2 separate regions of the Hordeum vulgare genome follow, and region 2 is linked to region 1. Evidence: chromatin contacts called from public Hi-C data. All regions are on one chromosome and are shown on one strand. Each heading gives the region's core, a stretch centred on a gene start, on an enhancer-like site or on the middle of the called end of the contact. The rest is flanking DNA. Distances are from core to core; before and after follow the strand shown.

Region 1 (6,718 bases), core at 1,138-3,637:
GCCTCTACCTCCGCCTCAGACGCGTCCAGATCCTAGGAATCCACGTGGTCCGGCTCGAAGTTTTCCGGGTTCGGACCGTACATTGTATTCCGCCGAGCAAAAATCTAAGAAAGGCATGACCACGCATCACCATACCGCAAGAAAAAGAAAGAACGGCCCTAGTCGGACGAGAACTCACCGGTGGCGCGCGGTTGCCATGGTGGAAAGGCTCTATGCTGAACCTCCGCACCCCCTCGTCCAGACGGAAACTCAACTCCACACTCGATAGCCGACACGGGTTCTTGCGGAGGCTCATGTCGCAAATCCAGTGTGGCCACACGTGCAGCTGCAGCACTCGGCAGGAAATGAAGGCCACCACCAGATATGAGGGCATCAACCCCTTGGAGCCCTTGAGCTCCTTCAGTCGGCCCGCAATCGCCAGCCGCTCTGCATTGCGCACCTCGAGGCTCCAGTTCTCCCCAGTCGGCGGCGTGTCGGCAAACGGTGGAAGGTTGACCTAGTCTCGCCCCTCGCTGATGCTGCGGGCGTAGAAAAAGGAGAGTTGACACTTCTTGAAGGAGTCGATCCACTACATCTTCGGGAAAAGCCCGCCTTGCCACTTGTACACCACCGTTCAACTGCAGGAATATGCCACATCGTCGTGCATCGCGGCGCGGAAGTGGAAGAAGAGGCGGAAGAGAGAAGGAAAAGGCCAAAAACACAGGTACCCCTCGCACAGGGTGGCAAAGCATGGGAGGTACAACACCGAGTTCGGCCCCAGGTCGTGCATCTTGAACCCGTAGAACTCCAGAAACTGCCCGACAAAGCGGCTCACCGGCAGCCCAAATCCAACGAGGAAGTGCGTGCCGAACACGACACGCTCACCAACGCGGAGCTTCGGCACGCGCTCGCCGTTGGGCGCGCGCACCTCGACACGCTACGCCGACGAGATCTTCCGCGTTCACCAGAGATATGCGATGTGCTTGTTGATCATGATGGATCCCTCCCACTAACCGGCGGGTGGTCCATCCATCTCGTCGTTCGCCGACGAGGAGCGAAGAAAAAGAGATGCGCAATGCAGCCCCTGCTACGGCGACAGAAATCTTCTGTCGTCTCTTGAGCTTGCGTTGGTTTTCCCTTGAAGAGGAAAGGGCGATGCAGCACAGGAGCAGTAAGTATTTCCCTCAGTTTGAGAACCAAGGTATCAATCCAGTAGGAGAATCACGTCAAGTCCAGAGTACGTGCACAAGCACAAAAGAGCTTGCACCCAACGCTATAAATGGGTTGTCAATCCCTTCAAGATTGATTGCAAAGTGAGAATTGAAGGCAGAAAGTGCAACGAAGTAAAAGTGTAAGGCTGAAAATCATGGAAATTAGAGTCCAAAACAAGGGCAAAAGAGTTCGAAAAAGTAGATACGACGGAGACGTATCATCTATTCCGATGCGGTCTTCATTCGTCTTTTGGGTTTTTTTTTTCAGGTTTTGATCATTCAGATCTACGACTCTTTTCATTGGTGTTGATTGTTGCTTTCGTCATGGGCCTTAGAGCATCTACAAACGGACCCCTCAAATGACCCTCATACGTCCGCTAACGCGTCCTGTGAGTGATCGAACAAGAAAGAGAAGAAAAAAGGTGACTCAAACCGAACCCACGTATCATCCCTATATGTTTGGACTCACCGCGAACCCTCATATCCATCTGACATGTAGGAAGGATATAAGGGCTCGCGTGTCCGGTGAGCCCGCCATCTAGGACGTGACCCACTTCGGACCACATATTTATTTTCTTTATTCATTAATTTTTTCTCTCTTCCTCAATCACATGCACGTGACCGGACATATGAGAAAGAAAATAAGGAATGTGGCTAGACGGATGGACAAATAGGTGACACGCCCGGTCACTAATCGGACTCGAACATTTAAGGGGTTATATTTGCTACGTCCGGCTGTAGATGCTGACGATCTTTTAACTATTCACCATAACAATATTTTTCTGGCTCTGATGATAAGCAGTAATGACGGGCGCGTCTTCATCTCGCTTCAGTATTTTTAGTCATCGCTGGATAACTCATGCATCTGATTGTAATTTATATCACTGTTGCTTTAATGCCATAATGGGTTATAAAATAAATCGGGTTTTCTGAAAAAGTAAAATAAATTCTCGGGTCGCTAATCCCGAGTTCAAACAAAGGCAACGTGTTTGACCGTTGTTTTTGAGCGACTTGCGTGGCGACAGCGGCCGTCCCTATCGCGAGTGTGGGGATGGGGAAGGGAAGCGAAGGATTGGTTCCATGCTTCCATTAACACATGCAACCAAAAACACCACCGGGTCCAAGCACCAATCATGGACGACGACGACGACAAGGCTGTCAGGTGGGACCGCGCAACCAAGCCGCGGCCGTGCGAGGCCCACGGAGCCAGTGCGTTTTATTTGGGCGCGACACGCAGAACAGTAACATCTTCCACCAAATCCAGATACTCTGGTGCTGTACTTGTGTCCCGATTTTATTGCCCCAAGTACCCCGCAGCATTCAATAACCCCCCCAGGGCCAGGCCCTACCGGCCTTGGGCGTAAGGGATCCTCGATACGGGTACGTACGTGTGTACTCCTAATTACTCCTAATCGCTTTACAAAGCGCACTCGCGCAACACATGGCACACTCAATTGGGAACAGTGTGAGCCTGCTTGCTCGGCCTTTTTCAGGAGAAGGGAAACGTTATCCATACGGACGGATGCTCGCCGGATCAGCGATCGTGTCGTTCCTTTGCGGTGCGAGGCGGCCGCTCTGGAATGCTCTCGTGTCATCGTCGTGAAACGACATCGCCCAAAGCGCTTGCTTGCACGCCATTTTCTGGTGGAAAAGGTGCCTACCGTAATCAACCCAGCCGCCTTCCTCTTAAAAGGAGAACGAGATAGCCGCGGCTCCACCCGTTCCCACACAACGAGTCCCTTCCTCTTCCATGTGACGCTTCGGCGGGTAGAGGACTTAAAACTCCCAAATATACGTTGCTGGTCAAATCTCTTTAAATCTATTAAAACCATGTACGTCCTCGTGTCTCAAGCCGGTCTCAAAAGCTCAAACAAACAATCCATCACTAACTGATCAGAAAAAACCCAACCCAAATAGGCGTCTTTAACAGATCTCGAATACCCGAATTGACCGATACCCTTTATATCCAATCCATTTGAGGCGAATACGTGGAGATCCGGACGCGTCCTCTTTGTCGGATTCACGGTTGGGCCCAACACGAAATCGCGTGAAAACCTAGAGTCTGGCAGGTGTCTCCTTCGATGGAGGTGTGAACGTCGTGTGACGCCGCTCTGACATGCCGCCCGATGCCAAAGTCCGGCTATTTAAGCCGGTCGGCGTCCCGAACCGCAGCCACAACCTCTTTCGCCCTCTTCAGCCCGCCAACCCGAACACATTCCTTTCCGTCTCCATCTGCCTCTTGCCTCGCCATTCGCCATGGCCTGACAAAAGAAGACGGCATATGCTAAGCTCACACCAAAGGACCGCTTCCAAATCAAGGTGGAGATCTAGGCGAGGCGCGCTGCCACATTGCAGTTGGTCTGCCTTCGGACTCGTTGAAGCCGGAGGAGGAGCCGGAGGAGAAAGGGGAAGAGGAGCAACATCTGGTTCTGATGGAGGTGACGGGTTTGGAAGAGGACGGGTGGAGCAGTCCAACATGGAGGACGCGGCGGCGGAGTTCACGGTCGCCCAAGCAACGAAGTTGGTGGAGCAGCAAGCCATCGTAGAGTCCATCCAGGATGAGGCATATGTCAAGGTCAACCGGCAGTTTATCCGACACAAGCGGGCGACGACGACACGCTTTTCACCGAACTCGACGCATAGGCGGAGGCGGAGGCTAAAGCCTATGCGGAGGAGCTAGAAGATCTAGAGTTGTGTTTGCCCCCTCATGTACCGAGAACCCGAAACAGAGATAATTGACATCTCCCACGACAATGGGTAGTCTGAGGCGGATTTAGTTGATCTACTAACTATGTAGATGTTTTATTTGCATGGTTTTTATGGTTTTAAGATTTCATATATGAGATGTTCGGATATAGAGAGGTATATCTCACGAGTGTTCGTCAATCCTTGCGGACGCGCGGTTGTTTAAGGGGTCGGATTTGCCAAGTCCAGGCGCTATGATGATGATGGTCGGGTTGTGCTGATCAAGCATAAGGTTTTCCTCACTCATGATTCACCACATCGGTGGGGACCATCTGGCCAAATTGTTACTCCCGGGTCGGCCGGTGCAGTACCTCACGCGGACAAAGCCGAAAGCTAGCACTCTTAACATACAAATTGGTCGGCCATGACATAGGTTTAACATGAAGAGGGTCTTTCAAACACCAATCAAGGGCTTAAAGCCGAGGTCACCCGTCTTCGCACACATGTGCTCGACATAATCACCCTAGGAAAGGAACTGTTGGAACAATTATTTTCCTGAGAAGATGTTTCTTACGTTAAAGAGTAATATAACATAACTTTTCGCCTCCCTCTTGTCTTTCGAGCCATATAGCCACATTGCCTCATTACCCGAAGTACTTGGTCCGATTATTTCGACCAGTAGTAGGGGACACTCCTCGGTCGTTGGCCGAGAAGGTAGAAGTCGATGGTTGGCTGGCAGAGTTCACAAGCACGGTTTGAATATTGACATAAAGTATTTTGATATATAAAGTCATACCTATTTATTACACCCAGTCTAGTCCATCTATTAAGGTATCTAGAGCGCAATCTTTTTTGCAAAAACCTGGCAGCACGCATGACACTCTTGTACACCCTTGGGTCCTGTCATCTCAAGACATGTATAATGGATCTTCGCCATGGCCTAGGCCTCCCTCGCTCCTTCCTGACAAGTAGACACATTCCAAGCCTGTATCTGGCACCAAGCTCTTTTTAGTTGTTCAGCTAAGACATCCATGTCTTTAGGCACCGGTACTACTTCAGGCCATAAAGCTTGGAAAACATCCTTCATTGATTACCGCGCACTTTCGTGCACCATGGACAGATGAGCTGCCATGTCTTTGGGCATTGGACCTCGGGCATCAGGGGGAAGGCCGGGCAAAGAAGTTGCAAAGGAGAAAGACACCACTCTTCTAATTACTTCGGCTAAATCTCATAACAGATTTCCAAAAGTCACAACTTACCAAAAATCATATCGTTTGTTCAGCGATTCTTCAAATCGGCAACATCCAGTTGAGCTTTTAAGCTCTCAATCTCTTTGTCATGTCGCACTTCCTTAGCCCTTAGGGCATTAACGCCGTCCATTATGTGGGTCACCACATGTTTCTTGGCCTGGCGGTGCGACTCCATGCAAAATAAATCGTTGTGGGCCTTCTTCAGATCTCTTTCAAGATGACCTAGGGCTTCCGCTGCAACATGGAACTATGCCGTCAAGACAACTTCTAAAAATCTAATGGCGCTAATAATATATGAGAGACAAGCACTTACCGTGCGCCTTTGTGATAAACTTCTTCACCTTCTCCACCTCGACCAAGGTAGCATCTAGCTTCGGCTTCGTTTGCGAGAGTACCTCGGTCAGTTGACCATTCTTTGCATGAACCTCGTGTCAAGGAGGGCATGCACTATTAGGTATTCAAGCCTTGCTACTTTCACGTTTCGCCCATACCAAGCCTTAGGGGCTACGATCATACTTGGTAGTCTTGTTTGCCTTCAAGGAAACAAAGAAATACACGAAAAATTTGAAGGAACACGAACTTGAATAAAACCCCACCTGCAAACCGTGCTACAAGACGTACAGCGATTGGTTAAACGCACCTCGGGTCGCTCCAAGGTATGCGTCCACTGCACTGAGGACATTGAACTCCTTATCCGAAAAGGCGAAATTCCTTAAGGAAGCCTTCCATCGCCTATAATTCACGGTGCATTGGATCTCGGAAGGAGTAGCTGAACTGGCCGACAAGTTTGCGAGCTGGGGAACCTCGGGAGTGGTTCCCGCACTAGGACGAGCCTCCACTTCTTTATGAGAAGTCTTCGTTCCTTTGGACCACGTCCTCACGGCTGTGGAGGAAGGTGAGGGTTTTGTGCGAATAATCAAAGGGGTCAGGACTAGACATGGTACCCCTAATACACGTCGTAATAAAAAAAGGAGGTAACCTGGTAGCGGAGGGTTGATACTTGTGATCTTCGTTGGGTTTTTCATGAAGAGGAACGGGTAATTGCAGAACAATGCGGTTAAGTATTCCCCTTAGTTAAGAAACCAACTTTTATCGAACTAATAGGAATATCAATCATCAAACGTCTTGAGCGGCTGCACACAAAAGAGCAAACAACTTGCACCCAGCACGGGCAAGAGGGTTGTCAATCCCCTTGATCTCGTTATTTGCAAGCAACTGAGGTGTGTAGATAATTGTAGAGAATTGTAAGTTGCCAAATAAAATAAAAGACAAATAATAACAACAAGGAAATTATAAGTTTCCTGAATATATAAGTGAATAGACCTATGGGCCATAGTGTTCTCTAGTGGCATCTCTCATGAAAGCAAGATATGGTGGGTAAACAAATTAGTGTTGGGCAACTGATAGAACAACGGATAGTTATGTCATTTTCACGGCCATGATCATGTGTATATAGGCATCACATCCATAAGCAAATAGGCCGACTCCTGCGTGCACCTACTAATATTACTCCACTTCAAGAGCGCTTACTCAAGGGGTTATGGCCCCTGGGTATACCAAAGCGGAGGAACCCCACTGCAAGACATTTGGGGG
Region 2 (6,718 bases), core at 3,160-5,659, 210 kb before region 1:
GTCCAACCGAATACCTTATTTCATCCCTATACGTCCAGACTTACCGGCACCCGTCAAACCCGTCTCAAATATGAGAACGATATGAGGGTGCTTGTACACCTCGACTTGACCCCCACATACAACCACTCAAGCTTGGCGGGAACGGTCGGGCAATTTGGCTAATAGCGTTGTTCTACTGAGCCGCGCTATTGGTAATTCTGTAGTAATAGCGCCTCTTTGTGACGCGCGCTGCTGCTAATTAGCAGTAGCGCCCCTTCTTATCCGACGCTACCGCTAAGATTTTGTGTATAAGGTTTTTTCGTAGTAGTGAAAACTTCTTCCTCTATGCTCTCTCTCTGTGACTCTACGCCGGCTCCAAATGTGCAAGCTTCACTTTTGTTTTGTGTGTGAGTGCGGGGGTGTCGAAGTTCTGCGTGGCTGATGTTTGGACTCCAGCAAACCCCCATGGTTTACTTCTGGTTTACAGAAAAATACACATATATACTGGTTCATGAACAAATACGAAACAATGTTGGATGGATTACGATGTTCTGATAGCTCGATTCAAACGTTCGCGGGAGGTTCCGGGTCTATGTTGGAGATGCCCTAATTAAACGTGAGAATGGTTATTAAAAAACCGGGTGTAACGGTTCGGTTCTTACTTTGGGTTTGATTGGTTCAGGTTTTATTGGGTTGAGATTTTTTTTAGTTTGGTTTTGGTTTGGGTATGTGGAGAAACCAGTTTGGGTATAGTTGGTTATGGGTTTAAACGGTTTGGTTATTAGCGGTTATAAACTATGGGTCCAAACCGGTTTCTATGCATTGGTTATATGCAATAATCAACGACGACCGAGAACGAGTATCTTTGATCCGCGTGCATGCTGTAAGCACTATGTAATTATGTATTACTAGTAAAGGGCCCGTGCGTTGCAACGGGACAAAGAAATGCGTGATCATTTTTTAAATCAGCAAACATTTTCTGAATGAAAAACTATTTAAAAAAAAGAAACTATCAAAACAGGCATTAGCTATTTCTAAATTTTTGGACATTTTTTAAATGCATTAACATATTTTGAATTACAAAGCATTTTGTTAAATGCTTTTAATATTTTTTAATACATGGAGTTTGATTTGAAATCATGGACTTTTCTTATGTTACAAACATTTTTCCAAACTTGCAAACATTTTTGACAAAAACTCCGAGCAGTTTTTGAAGTCACAAACATTTTATTTTTTAAAATATGTTGATTTGAAATTTTAAGTTTATTAAAAGTTTAAAGATTATTTGAAGTTATAAATTATTTAAAATAGAAAAATAAAATGGAACTGAAGATAAATAAATAAACGGAACTAAAAAACCGATGCCTATGCATCGGCCGGCCCATACGGTGTGCTGGATATTCTCTCAGGGTGCAGAGCGTAATATAGGAGGTTTTTACATGGGTCGGCCCAGTCCGAGATTTTTCGCTTTGTGAAACGTTTTTTATTACTTACCGGTGGCATGGTGGGTAATTTATGCAAACTTCAGGGGCAATTTTTATGACGTACCACAGAAGCAATAGGTGCTTTATTAATAGGTAAAGATGGGGAAACAACAGATGAAAATCGGAAGTATTTTCTTGTGCTTTCGCTAAGCAATTTGATTTTAATACACTTGTTAGTGAGCTTTTCAACCATGGGCGTGTTCTTTTTGCCTCTTACTATGTGTTGACTGTATCTCAAGGATTACTTTGTTTCTAAACCGTTGTAGATGCACTTATGCCTTTTCTATCTCATTTGTTTCTTAACATGTCAATTTATGTAATCATATGTACATTAAAGCAAACCCATGGTTATGTACTGGGTTTAAACCCACGGTTATGTTTTAGGTTTAAATTGGTTTGGGTGGAAAAAATAGTGGGCCTGGTTTTGGTTGGGCTAAAAATGACACTAAATGGGTATGGTTCAAGTATGGTTTTGATAGATAAATGAATGGGTATGGTTCAAGTATGGTTCAAGTATGAAACCATTCTCAGGTTTAGCCCTAATGCCTGCTTCAAGTGTTGTTGTGGGTGTACGCTAGTGACAAATTTCTGTGTTTTGACCTTTTTAGTAAAGTAAATCGAGATCTGACCTGTGGGTGTACGCTCCTGATAAAATTTCATGTTTTGACCTTTTTAGTAAGTAAATCAAGATACCATTTTTCCTATCATCGGACCATGACGGTAGGGTGTAACAATCTATCGCCAAGGTCCGTAGCGGTAGGAAAAGGGGTGACATCAATATAGTGCATTCCTACCACCAGAGATGCGCGCGATAGCATATAACCTTATCGCCAAGGTGCGTGCACGCACTACGTCGTGGGCTTTAACCCTACTGCCACGAACCTTGACGATGGGTTATTATACCGTCTGACGGTAGAAGAAAGATCAGATTTTGATTTTTCTACAAATGAAAATCATATCTCTCGATTTACTTTAAAAAAGTGCCTATTGACCAGCTCCACAGTTTTGAACGACGGCTCCACCGCTTCTGGACCGGAGTAGCGGAGTGGAGGGTTTCGAACACGCCTTTAGCCACGGCTGGTCGTAGCCCGCGGGGTCCTCGTTCTGTTCTGTGCGTGCTCAATGCTAAGCAAACAACGAAACAGGCGTGCAGGAGTGACTCGTCTCTTGCGTCTGACACATCATCTTTCTTCGACGGGAAATGAGAGAAGTTAGGTGATGGGTGCAGTAACACATCTTACACATCATTGATGGGTAACCCACGTACGACCGATCTTAATCACCGCATCTGCGAACTTGCGAGTACCGCACATATGACTGCATGCGCCTGTACGCCAATGTACAAAATCTTCCTCAGACAAGTACACGTGTAGAAAAGTCGACGCGTTTCCCGCTCCGCCTCTCTCCCTCTCTCCATGTACCAAGCGTACGCAAGTGGAGTACTATGGCATATGCATGCATGCATGCATGCGCACGACACCGGCCCTGCCTGCCCGCCTGCCCACGCAGGGGCCTGGTTAAGGTCAATGCCCAACCAGTGCTCCCGCGCTACGTATACCACAAACCTCATCTGCATACGGCGATGCCTCCGTCGATGAGTCGATCGGTCTCATCATGACATGCACGTAAATATGCCGATCGGCCGAAGCAGGAGAACGGCATGGAGAATGAAATGAGGTGGCGCCGTGCAGCGGCATCACATGAGAGCCTAGCCTTCCCGGCCTCGGCCTGCCTGACCAGACCACGGACGGCAGCACGCGGCGCAGTGGCGCAGGCCTGACTGCCTGCCTGCCCTTGCCGCTGGCCTCCATGCCAGCCCAGGTAGCCAGATCAAGGAGGAGCTTTTGCGCCGGTGGGGGAAAGCGGGCAGCAGCCCGTCGTCTCGTGGTCGCAAGCGCATCGGCGTCGGCGTTGGCATGGCATGGCATGGCATGCACTGGCGCGCAGGCAGGGTGAGGGCCTCCCAATCATGGCGACGGGTGGTGGCTGGGGGGCTGGCTTTATCGGTCCGGGCCGGGATAAAGAATTCGGGGGCGGATGGGGGGAAACGAAATCAATTGGGAGGTGGGACGAAGGCTTGTTAAAGAAGGGTTGAAGAAAAGAAATGGAGTTGGTGTGTCTGAACTCTGAACGGATGAATTTGTTGGTGTTGTTGCTTTGCTGATGGGGAGATTAAAAAAACTGCTGGGTGGGGCAGCGGGCGTGTCAGGGCTCAGAGACAAGCCTTTGTCAGCCTTGAGAAGCTGGCGCCATCATTTTGACCAGTCGACTATTTTAGTGCTGCTACACTATACTGTTTTTTTAGTACTGCTAATATACTGGCATGGATTATTTTGTTCTCTCAGAAGCCTTGATCGCATCCAATTGACTTGTGCGTTTCCTGTGCACAAATATACCTGGCAGCAACGTGTAAGAACGCTGGTTAAATGAGTGTAGTAGTACATTTTGTGGTGTTGTGACGGTAATCTTGAGCCAGGAGTCTCAGAGTCTGGACCCACAACGCTCATCAGTACGGCCTACCACGTTACTACTCCCTCTGTTCCTAAATATAAGACCTTTTAGATATTGCACTATGAACTACATACGGATGTACATAGACATATTTTAGAATATACATTTACTCATTTTATTTCGTATGTAGTCTCCTAGTGTAATTTCTAAAAGGTCTTATATTCTAAAACGGAGGGAGTAGTAGTTAATAGTAGCATCAATCAAGTTGGTGCTTGTACTACTGCTTCGCCGCAGTGCTTGTGTTGTTAGTATTAAAGGCTTATGTAGAGCAGCTAGCGCGTGCAGTTGACTCGCAAAGTTTTCAACCTTCCATCACCAAGGAGACAGTGTACCTGGCCAGTAGCGGAGCTGTGCCACAGCCTACCAGTGTACCGCGTCACAGCCATAGTGGTTAGTAGGATGGGTACAGTTCAATTTATTGCTTCCTTCGTACTCGCTCCCACATCGTGTCCCGGCTCCGCGTTGTATTAGTACTCTTTTAGGTCTCGCATGGGTGGTACTCCTACTGATCAGTACCCTTTCCCATTCTCCTTTCACCTCAATCAACCCTGAATTGGAATAAATTGTTGATCCAATAATCTGGTAAAACTCCCTTGGTCACAGGGTATGGCCAGTTGATCTTCTAAGCAAATCTGGCCAATTCCGCTCCAAATTTATTTTATTTGCGGTAACATGTAAGTAGTACTCCATTTTGTGAGTGATGGATCAATGGTGCGTGTGGAATGGTTGGAAGACACGACGGGTGGCTCGTGCGGCATATTGAGACGACCGGTCTTCGTTGGCAGTTTGGTATTGACCTTGTCGCATCATTGTTGAGTGTTCACCTAGACCGGTTCATCTCAACGTCGCGAGGAGGACGATTATCTCTACTCCTAATTAAGGAGTTGGTAGTGTGATATGTGATTTTTTTCATACGCAGATTTTTTTTTCGTTCGTTTTTTCATCCCACCTCCTACCATCTCCTTCCGCTGGTTTTCTTATGTATTGGTTCATTTTTCTATTCATTCTTTTCTTTCAAATCAACACTTTTCTAACATAAGAAAGAACATAAATTTAGACGCAGAGTTTCGTCTCCGGAGCTCATTTCAGCTCAGTGAACAGTAAAAACAAAATCAAAGAATTATGATTTTTTTTAAATCAACATTTACAAAAGTTTTAAGTGCGTGCAAAAATTTGGCATGAAATAACATTCTTACAAGGCGTGGCAAAAAAACAAAATTGACCGAATTTGGCACAGATTTGTTTTTAGCAAGTATATCACCATGATCATCATAAGTTTCATGAGTTTCATAAGTAGCATCATCAAATACTTGTGACATATCAGAACAAGGAGTAAGTGGTGGTGTCATAAGCTGATTCAAAACAGTAGGTGAATCAAAAGGAGAGCTAGATGACAGTTCCTTACCTCCCCTCGTCTTCGAGGGTATGATGTTGGTTCTAGTATCTTTTAGATTATTAATAGTGACAATTGGATATCCTGAAGTTAACAAAATAAATAGAGCTATGCTCCAAGGCAACATCGCCTGAAAATGTCTTGATAACCCACAAGTCTATGGGATCGCAAGAGTCTTCAGGGGTAGTATTACACCCTGGTTTATTGATTCGACACAAGGGAAGCACAAAATATTTATTAGTAATAGCAAGTGAGTTTCCAATTCAACCACACTTAGGATATCTCTCCACAACCGTAACAGTAACAACAGTAGTTTTGTAAAGATTATAACAGTAGCAACATCAATAGTAACTTAGCAAGATTCAGTATATGAAATGCATAGGCACATAGACCGATGCTGAATAATGATTTAGATGACATCAATCATGTAACAGTTACACACTAGAGCGACACCGAACTAGCTCCAATTCATCAATGTAATGTAGGCATGTATTTCGTATATAGTCATACGTGCTTGCGATAAGACCTTGCATGCCATCTTTTGTCCTACCCTCTTGTGGCAGTGTTGGAAATATGCCCTAGAGGCAATAATAAAATGGTTATTACCATATTTGCTTGTTCATGATAATCGTCTATTGTTCATGCTATAATTGTATTAACAGGAAATAGTAATACATGTGTGAATAAATAGATCACAATGTGTCCCTACCAAGCCTCTAGTTGGCTAGCTCGTTGATCAATAGATGATCATGGTTTCCTAATCATGGACATTAGATGTCATTGATAAAAGGATCACATCATTGGGAGAATGATGTGATGGACAAGACCCAATCCTAAGCATAGCACTAGATCGTGTTGTTCGTATGCTAAAGCTTTTCTAATGTCAAGTGTCTTTTCCTTCGACCGTGAGATTGTGCAACTCTCGGATACCGTAGGAGTGCTTTGGGTGTATCAAATGCCACAACGTAACTCGGTGACTATAAAGGTGCACTACGGGTAGCTCCGAAAGTGTCTGTTGGGTTGGTACGAATCAAGATCGGGATTTGTCACTCCGTGTAACGGAGAGGTATATCTGGGCCCACTCGGTAGAACATCATCATAAGCTCAATGTGACTAAGGAGTTAGTCACAGGATGACGTCCAATGGAACGAGTAAAGAGACTTACCGGTAACGAGATTGAACAAGGTATGGGTATACCGACGATCGAATCTCAGGCAAGTTCTATACCGACAGACAAAGGGAATTGTATACGGGATTGATTGAATCCTTGACATTGTGGTTCATCCGATAAGATCTTCGTGGAACATCTGGGAGCCACCATGGGTATCCAGATCCCGCTGATGGTTATTGG

Evidence for each region. A called contact is a pair of places that touch in the nucleus more often than the background predicts.
Region 2: a Hi-C map of seedling shows a contact between it and region 1, with 5 times the contacts expected there. The contact joins two enhancer-like sites. A contact is called at or near these places in 2 of 6 Hi-C or Micro-C datasets (leaf and seedling).

The regions. Positions count from the first base shown.
Region 1 is chr6H:511,569,485-511,576,202 of MorexV3_pseudomolecules_assembly, reverse strand. No RefSeq gene overlaps it. Among protein-coding and RNA genes, the nearest start is that of LOC123400959, 160 kb to the right of the region's middle. Within about 2 kb of position 2,387, at least 3 of the 3 cell types and tissues checked have open chromatin away from gene starts, as enhancers often do. A contact at or near this core is called in leaf and seedling, where this site is marked.
Region 2 is chr6H:511,779,037-511,785,754 of MorexV3_pseudomolecules_assembly, reverse strand. No RefSeq gene overlaps it. Among protein-coding and RNA genes, the nearest start is that of LOC123403269, 84 kb to the left of the region's middle. Within about 2 kb of position 4,409, at least 3 of the 3 cell types and tissues checked have open chromatin away from gene starts, as enhancers often do. A contact at or near this core is called in leaf and seedling, where this site is marked.